Regions from separate parts of the Mus musculus genome. Here all the other regions are linked to region 3. Evidence: chromatin contacts called from public ChIA-PET and Hi-C data. All regions are on one chromosome and are shown on one strand. Each heading gives the region's core, a stretch centred on a gene start, on an enhancer-like site or on the middle of the called end of the contact. The rest is flanking DNA. Distances are from core to core; before and after follow the strand shown.

What was found. A called contact is a pair of places that touch in the nucleus more often than the background predicts. ChIA-PET counts read pairs in DNA pulled down with a chosen protein or histone mark.
Region 1: a Hi-C map of CD8 T cells shows a contact between it and region 3, with 6 times the contacts expected there. The contact joins the promoter of Nubp1 here to the promoter of Snx29 in region 3. A contact is called at or near these places in 3 of 39 promoter capture datasets (the C10 cell line, neutrophils and pre-B cells), 7 of 484 Hi-C or Micro-C datasets (CD4 T cells, CD8 T cells, double positive thymocytes and 3 more), 1 of 115 datasets of contacts at active chromatin or transcription factors (pancreatic cancer cells) and 1 of 9 other capture datasets (liver).
Region 2: an RNA polymerase II ChIA-PET map of memory CD8 T cells shows a contact between it and region 3, with 5 read pairs. The contact joins the enhancer-like site here to the promoter of Snx29 in region 3. A contact is called at or near these places in 1 of 39 promoter capture datasets (liver) and 2 of 115 datasets of contacts at active chromatin or transcription factors (memory CD8 T cells and regulatory T cells).

The regions. Positions count from the first base shown.
Region 1 is chr16:10,410,601-10,413,423 of GRCm38.p6, reverse strand. It overlaps Nubp1 (nucleotide binding protein 1), which reads right to left and starts at 1,486. Exons shown (of 11, transcript NM_011955.2): 1 at 1,429-1,486; 2 at 1,250-1,354. The coding sequence starts at 1,447.
Region 2 is chr16:10,583,719-10,586,822 of GRCm38.p6, reverse strand. All of the region lies in intron 9 of Clec16a (C-type lectin domain family 16, member A), which reads right to left. Among named protein-coding and RNA genes, the nearest start is that of Clec16a, 40 kb to the right of the region's middle. Within about 2 kb of position 1,447, at least 64 of the 459 cell types and tissues checked have an H3K27ac peak or open chromatin away from gene starts, as enhancers often do. A contact at or near this core is called in memory CD8 T cells and regulatory T cells, where this site is marked.
Region 3 is chr16:11,321,243-11,324,236 of GRCm38.p6, reverse strand. Snx29 (sorting nexin 29) reads right to left here and starts at 1,333. Exons shown (of 21, transcript NM_028964.4): 1 at 1,259-1,333. The coding sequence starts at 1,265.

The sequences.
Region 1 (2,823 bases), core at 237-2,736, 910 kb after region 3:
TGCCCTCCGAGGAGAGAGTGGGGTGTTCAAAGCCCAGCTCCTCAACAGAACCCAGGAGGCATCTGCTAACATCTGCAGAAATTCTCTGGATGCCACAGGAGGGACTACTACTGGCATCTCGGATGATGGATGCTAAGTGTCTTAAGCACAGGTTAGGCCCAGTACAAGGGATGATCAACTCCAATGTCCCCAGGGCTGCAGATGGGAAACTCACAGGCTCTCAGAAGCAACCATCCCAGCAACGTACTGGGTTTCCAATGTCACGTCTTGTTTCAAATCTTTACAGACTACACTGTGGGGAGACTGGTCTTCACCATGAGGGCATTCTTGCTCAAGATCAGTTTTCAGGAGACTCAACAACCAAACCCAGCCTCTCTCTGAAAAGCCTTCCTTCCAGCTAGGCTTTCAGTCCTCCTCGCCCTGGAGATGGCCCCTCACAGTGCTGATCCCTGGTGAGTTTAACGTGCCTGCTCCTGCTTCCTCCCCACTTTGCTCTCAGTCCCCCATCTGTCTCTCCACTGAGATAATGAACATTCATGTCTGCTGAAAGATAGACTCCTTAACAGGAGGGTCCTTCTCTCTGCCACAGAGAGAGCAGAGCCTCTGTGACCTGTGATGGACATGTGCCAGGACTCAGGCCTGAAAGATCTCAGTATTTTTCCATTCTCCTCTCTGTGCTTGGCCTTGTGGATACTGAGGTAGCGGTTATTACTTAAGCCCTGTACCTGCCCGACATCACTTTTATCTATTCTATCCTTCTTTGAGGTCCTATTTACTGATTTTTTTTTTTTTTTTAATAAAGACAGGGTCTCATCTAAGCCCGGGGTTAGCCTCTTAAATGCTGAGATTACAAACATGTGCCAACACACTCGACCTAATGTTCGTTCGTTCATTCATTCATTCATTCACTGATTCATTCATTCACTCATACAGGGTCTCATCCTGTAGTCCAGGCTGGCTTTTAACTTGTAGCCATCCTCCTGCTTCTGCCCCTCAAGTTCCGGGGGAACAAGCCTGTGCCGCCAAGCTTATTTTAATGCCCCCTTCGGTTCCCTGTCTACCGCAGATCAGACTAAACCTCCATTTCCATCACTGTTTTTCCGCTATTTGATTTTTAAAACCTCCCTCTCGCTCAAGCTCCGCCTTCTACGCCCTCCCCCCAACCAATTAGAATACTGCCCACTAGCCGCTGCCATTCACCCTCAAGTCCCGCCCCTTCCACTTCCTGATCTGCCCGCCGCTTCCTCACCGGGATCCGGAGCAGCGCCGGCTCCGGATGCGCACAGCCTCTGGTTGGGGCATCCCTGGCACGAGGCTCCTCGGCCGGCCTGGGCGCTGTCGGCCCCGGGGCAGCCTGCGGGAAGACGAAGGCACAGTCAGAGTGGTTCGGTCCCAGCGGGACCACCCACACGTCCTGCGATAGCTCACCGTGGGGCGCCTCCTCCATGCTGCCGCTCTTGCCCGGGCTGCGCTCGCCGGAACCTCAGGGGCGTGTTTCCGCCTCGCAGGTCCAATCTGACCCCCCGGCCGCGGGAACTGTCTCGCCAGACCAGGACTGCGCACGCGCAAAACCGTGTGTGCAGTGGGTGGGATTCCTATGCCTCTTCCCGCTAAAACAGGGCGAGACTCAGAAATATATGATACCTGAGCAAATGAAGTGGCTCTAACGATTAAAGATTCTGTTGAGCCAGCCTGTATCCAAATCCCAGAACTCATAGGGAAAGCGAGGATGGACTCTTACACATAATGCAGGTTTTTGATTCTGTTTTTGTTTTTGTTGTTGTTTTGTTTTTTTAAGTATGGTTTTTGTCGCCAACGAACGTTATTCTCCGTGGCCTCAGTGTTGATGCAGTACTACTAATAAAAGTACAATCAATGTCAATATTTACTCAGTTTCAAATAATCTGCCCTACCCTAGATTCTGTTACAGGCTGGGATTGTGGCTCAATTGGTAGAGTGCTTGATCTATCATGCATGAGGTCCTATATTTAGTCCCCAGCACTGAAACAATACAGATCCAACAAAACACTTTGTCCGTCCCTCTCTATTTCTTCTCTGTTCTCCTCTCCTCTCTTCTGCTCAAGCTGATCTTGAATTAATGATTTTCTTGCCATGTTTGGCTAAGAGGGGAGACTTTATAAAGGGGTGTAGCTCAGTGGTAGAGTACCTGTCCAGCAAGTGAAAAGCCATAAATTCAATCGCCAGCAGTGTAAGTTCTCATTTGATCCTCCTGCCTCCGTCTTTCAGTTGCTGGGATTACAATGTGCACCACCAGCATTCCTGGGCTGACACCCCCGCCCTCTTAAAATTGCTGTGCTATTTAGAAAAATACTTTGTTTTGTGTTTTGTTGCTTCCCCTCAGATCTGTTCAGTGAAACCTCTTCAAACCCACTCCTGTGCCCCCACTGGGAGCTTTCCCTAGCTTTCTCTCACTTCTGCAGGTCCCCACTGTCCTTGCTGCTACCATTTCTCCTGTATGTGTCTGTGAGTGTTTAGACAAATGGCCTGTCTGTGTCTGTGGAGCAGTGTTTAGACTCCATGAAGACATCCTGTCCATGGTCACAGCCATGGGAGCTTGGCTGCATGCAACTTTGGCACAAGATGGTGGTGGTTGTTACTGTTTTCATTGAACGATTCTAAATATTTTTCATTTATTTTTGAGATTATAATTACATCATTTCTCCCTTCATTTTCCTTCCCCCAAACCTTACCACCTCTCCTTGCTGTTTATCAAATTCATGGACTTTTTTTTTTTCATTGTTATTGTGACAGGGCCCCAGACCTTAGCACAACTGACTCCATGATGGAAGTGCCATTCAGGCT
Region 2 (3,104 bases), core at 198-2,697, 740 kb after region 3:
TGATATTCTGAACTCCCAGCCAGCCAGTCCTGGCACACATATGAGTGATAAAATATTTGCACCACCTAGAGGTGAAACCTGGTGGTTAAGTTGGAAAGCAGAGTGCAAGCTGAGGGTTTAGCTCACTGTCACCAATGGCAATGTCTACTCTAGTCTTAGCAGTCTCTGTCACTTGTTATTGCTGATGCTTCCTGCCCTCTTTATGCCCTTGCCTGCATCTGAAGTGCTTCCCCAAGCGCCTGCTGAATATAGTTCAGTTCCAACAACAGCGTGCCCACCCACGCACACTTATATAGGCCCCATATAGGGGATGAGGTTGTACAGCCTCACCTAACATTCCTGCACCAACTGGTGCTAGACCTAAGAACAAACACTACACATAGCAGAAGCCCTCCCTTCAAAGCCATGTTTGTTATTCTAGCTGTAGAAGCAATAAGACTGAGGCCTGGAGACGCAGACTAACTCAACCTGGGACACCTTGAGGCACTCACTGCTGCAGGTACCAGATGCAGAGTGTAACATGTGAACAGCACAAGAAACAGCATGCTGAGAGTCTTCACAACAAAGTCACAAGCACCTCATGACTGCTGTCCCTGGCCTTGCTGCCTCATTTATTCCAGCACTGAGTACCCTTGAACTCATGAGGGTAAAGCAGAAAGATGATAAACCTAAGACCAACTACCCCATGCGATACAGTAAGTTAAACATCAGCCTGGACTCCATTTCTGGTGTTACTCCGTCTTTCGGTAACCTAAAAAAACACCTACAGGTACCGAAGCACATCCCCAGTTCCAACCCATAATCACTTTGCAAACAATAGAAGAGGCTACCATATGAGTTGCCACTCTTGGGTATGTGTGGTAGTCCGAATGAGAATGCCCCCACTGTCTTATAGTTTTGAATGTTTAGTTCCCAGTTGAATGATTTAGGAAGAAATTAGCTGGTGTGGTCTTGCTGGAGGTGTGCACTGTGCTTCAAAGCCCACACCAGGCCTCCAACTTGTAGATAAGATGTAAGCTCTCAGCTCCTGCTCCAGCGTCATGCCTGCCTGCCTACCATATGATGGTAATGCACACAGGAATTTCAATTAGACATTTATCTGCCTATTCTGATCTGTGTTAAATTTAACCCTAAATTATAGCCCTTCAGTATAATTCTGTCTCTCCTCTGCTTCTCTCCAATTTTGGTTTGGGTTTGCAAGAGGTCTGCTGGTAAAAATGAAGCAATACCAGTAACTTATCTACAAATTACAGGAAGGAGAAAGTAGGGTAAAAAAGACCAAGAAGTTAAAACAAGTTTGATCAACCACATCCGAGCCAGGCAGGAAATAGTAGGAGACTGTTGTCACTCAGAGGGAAGGCAGGCAACTTGCACAGGACTACTGTTAAACAATTCACAACTGCCAGTTACCTTGGCAGCTAGTCTAGGATTTCCATCTACAGGCATCAGAAGGTGGGGCTTTGATCTAACACCTACAGAGAAACCAGCCTCTCAAGTGCCAGCTCCTTCTGTTCAGCCACTCATGCAACCAGTGGGTGTGTCTCCCACAGTGGAGGCTGGACCTCTGCCCCAAGAGGAGACCATGGGGAAAAAGGACAGACCTCCTGAGAGCCATCTGAGAGGTGGCCAGTTGCCATCTGCTCTGTGCTTTTGCTTAAGCTGCAAACCACAGCCTGTTTGTTGTGTCCTACTTGTGGTCAGGTACTGTAGTTCTGTAGGCATCCACATGGGATAAAACCAGGGACAATCTCTGTGTTATTTCTTACAGCTGCATGCAAATCTACAATTACCTCACTAAAAAATGTCCTTTAGAAGTCTGCAAGCTAGCAGATGAAGTAATAAAGAAAATGGGTAGACGTGAATGATTGCTGAATGCTTAGTCAGAATGGGACACTCACATCCTCCTCCTTCAAACTTCAAGGAACATCATGGAGAAGGTGGGAAATGTAAGAGCTAGAGGATGGAGTGGAGTGCTGTGGAAAACTGTGTCCCAAGCATGATGGGGCTGCTGCACTCTGAGCTCATAATTGCTGTGATGACGTGCATAAGACCTGACCTACCAATGTTGTGTCATGAAGTCAGGGAGCTCACGAGGCCGCACCCCTCCTGATGACATATTGTCTGTCAGTTAATGGTAGTTGGGAGGAGAGGTGCAGGCTCTGCTCTGTCTTCTGTGAGGACTTATTGGCAGTAATAGTTTCTGGGAAACAGAGAAACATTTTCTTTAGTTGTGTAGCTACTGGTAAGGTGCCCATGCTCTTGTGGGAAAACTCTGCTAATTAATGATGAAGTCCACCATGACTAGAGAGCCTCTGGGATCAGCAGAATATGGGAGACTCACTTCATTAGTGGATCTTCTCCTTTTCTAACCTTGTCTGGAAAATCCAAAACCCTCTCTCTGAGGAATGTTAGGTAGCCTTAGTTTGGTTACAGGTTTTGACAAAACCTGTTCAGCCAACACCTGAGATCCCTGAAATGCTTCCCCATGCTTAGGGTACCCTAAGCCCCCCAGCCAATCACCTCCGCCCATCCTGCATGTCCCTACCCTCAGCCCCCCTAACACTTTATAAGCCTTCAATCACCCTAAGTAATGTTGATCTGCCCCGAGGGTGGTTCCAGCGTAGTCACTCACTGTACGGACTCACAGGGCTTCCAGATCCCCAACCCCATCATCTCTGCTCCCTTTGCCCTGTGGATTGTATGGGCCGATGATCCTCGAGGGTGGGAGGACCCACATGCTCCTGTATAGAGCCCTACTGAAATTCCCTGGTCATTGGGAAAAATAAAAAAGGAAATGAAAGCAGCAGGGGAATTAGTGGGGAAAGGGAAGCAGATCATCAGGCGTGAGATGGGACAAGAGAGTGTAACGGGATTGAATATGATAAAATATTTCATATGCATGTACAAAAATGCCATAATGAATCTGTAATGTATAATCAGTATATGACAAGAAGAGACGCAAAATTAAAAAAGAAAGTGGGTATATACATATAATACATTATTCTGCCTTTACAATTTAAAGAAATTTGGCAATAGCAAAATGGGTAAACCTTGAGGACACCATTCTACATGTAGTAAACCAATAAAAGAAAAGAAATACCTTA
Region 3 (2,994 bases), core at 84-2,583:
AAACTGTAAAAACCCCTCCATTAGTCCCCTCAATAAGACCACAGTTCCATAAACTTTGCTCTTGAGCAACAAAAAGCATCTAACGTTTTTTTAAAGATGCACAGAAATAATTTAAAAAACAAAAAATTAAGACTGCCCTTTGCTCCTTTGCCCTAGCACCCTCTCCGCTCCATGAAACACCTGAGTGCAAGTCTAGAGACTGGGTGCAGAGACGAAAATCCAGCTGCACAGTAAGAAAAAACAGAAACTACGAGGGTAGGCGGGTCCTCCTAAGGGAATCCAGATCCCTGAGTCCAGCAGGAGAATCAACAGCCAACACAAGCCTTCCCTGAGTCACTCCCATCTCCACGCGCAACACCCAGGAATGACTTAGCACCAAAACATCAAAACATCATCAGGACTCTTCAGAGGGAGGCTTGAAGACACAGACTCCGACAAAGGGACTAAACTTCGGTATCACTGAGCACAAGCCGTCACAAGCACCTGCCTCTCACTTCCAGACTCCCCACCCGCTCCACCTCCCTGCTGGTGGTATTGGCTTGGGCAACGCTTGAGCCCCATTTAGGTTCAGCATTGGGCAAGAAGGAAAGGGCTTCAGGACACAACCGGAGACTTCAAACGATGAGCTAGAGGAAGACATGGAGAGAACTGAAGCATGAACTAACAGCCCAAATACAAAAGGCACAACCGGGAGAGGGACGCTGCGAGGCTAACTGGCCAGCTCTGGGGACACAGGTGCAGGGAAGAGGAGGGAAGAAGACAAAGCTGTCCTAACACTGAGACCTCTGGGGACCCGGAGCTGTCGCTCTGGTTTGCTGTGTGTGACAGGGGTGTCTAGAGATGCTCTTTGCCTTTGGAGAAAGAGGAGTCACTGGGTGGAAGAGACCTGGAACAGAGAATAACTAAAAACCAGGGGCTGGTAACTGGAGCTGAGTCCCAGGAGGGTCACGGGAGAAAGAGGGACTAAGGCAAGTACCAGAGATCTGAGAATCCGGGGTGCGGAAACCTGTCAAAGGGATCGGCTGTCTGGGAGGGAATTGGGAGCAAGCTCTGCTCTAGGAGTTGGCTGTCACTGGTGAGGCAGAGGGACAGGAGCGCCAGCCCCGGGATAGTGGGAGCGGTGCAGGAGACTCCGGGCCAGGGCTCCGAGCCTGCGAGCGACCCCGCGGGGGTCTGCAGCGTGTGAGCACACCGGGCCCGGAGCGTGCGGCTGCAGTGGCGCTACGGGGCGGGTGACAGCAGCGGGGCCGCCACTCACCGCTCATGTTGCTGCTCCCGGGGCCGCCGCCTGCCTTGCCGCCGCCGCCGCGTCTGCAGCCGCCGAGCTCCACACAGGCCGGGAGAACGCGCGCCCCGCCCGCTGGCCCCGCCCCGGAAGCAGTGACTCTCCTAGGGCCCGCCTCCCGACCCGGAACCAAAATACTCGGGCAAATCGACGCCCCAGGGTAGCAGGGAAGAGAACCGGCACCTCACAAAATCAATGCCTCCCAATCCCCGAGCCAAGAAAAAGACATCCATTTAGACTGAAGTTCGGACAAGGATGCGATATACGCGTACCGAGAGCTTGGAGTAGTGTGTTGCATGTCCGTCAAACCAGCACTCGGGGGAAGGCAGGTGGATCAGAAGTTCAAGGTCAACCTTGAACTACTCAATGATTTCGAGGCTAGATGGGGCTGCTTGAGACTGTCTCAAAGAGAAGAGAGAAAAAAAGAGTAATGGGCCTGCAGGGCCTGGTGGTACAGGCTTTAAATCCCAACATTCAAGAGGATAAGTCAGGAGCCTGAGCTGCAAGAATTCAAGAGCTGTGGATGGCCGGCGTGGTAACGCACGCCTTTAATCCCGGATTTCTGAGTTCGAGGCCAGCCTGGTCTACAAAGTGAGTTGCAGGACAGCCAGGGCTATACAGAGAAACCCTGACTCGAAAAAAAAAAAAAAAAAAAAAAAAAGTTTGGTAGAGAGGGCACATGCCTTGCATGCAGGAGGCCCAAGCTTCAACTCTCTGTACAAACAAAAACAAAAGGTGAATTCAAAGCCATTCTGGGTAACTTCTCAAGACTCTCGAAATAAAAAGTAAAACCGGAGTGGTAAAACCGGAGTGGTGGATATAGTTCAGTAGTTGGAGTAGCACGTGCAAGGCCCTGCAGGCAGGAGAGTTTGTACTTTCTTGATGATGGATGTGGGAATAAAAGTGCAAAGCACAGTGATGCAGTCAGAATTTGAAACTTCACTTACAATCCTGGTGTGACCATGCACACCTTTAATACCAACATTCACAGAAGAATCGAATTACTGCCTGAGGCACTTGGGAGAATTTGTGGTGGGTGTGTGTGTGTGTGTGTGTGTGTGTGAGAGAGAGAGAGAGAGAGAGAGAGAGAGAGAGAGAGAACTTTCTAGAATGAGAATGCATTGTAATGGGTCTGAGGAGAATGACAGTGGGTCAGTGGGTTAAGGGAACTACAAGAGTTGTCCAACTGACTCTAGGCAACAGTGAGAGGAAAGGTGGGTAGGTGCTGAGAGAACACAAGAGCTAAATTCACAGCAACTGTGAAATCCAGGGTTTTGCCCTATTTTAAATATGGAGTTGAAAGACTATTTTGCCTGCTGGATATGAGGCTGGAGTCACCCAGCCTGGAGAACTTAGGCTCTTGATCAGAAATAAGAAAATAATGAAGAGCTAGAAACTGTAGTAGCTCAGTGGAAGAACACATGTGTGCCATCCTGGATTTGATTCCAATAAAGAAAGGAAAGGGAGGTGACTAAACCTGCAGGCTGCCCTTTACCAGTGGTCTTAAGTCCTACAGAGGTTTCACATGGCTTCAGCTAAAATCTTCCACCTTCCACCCTGGGAGGACACAAACAGCGCTCTCTCCCCAGATGCTAGCATCTTCACGTGGAGCTCTCCAACTCCACAAATGAGGCAGACCAAGTGTGGAACAGGTCCTGCCTTCCTATAATCCCAGTCCAGAGAGAATCAAGAGCTTAAGGCTAGCCTGT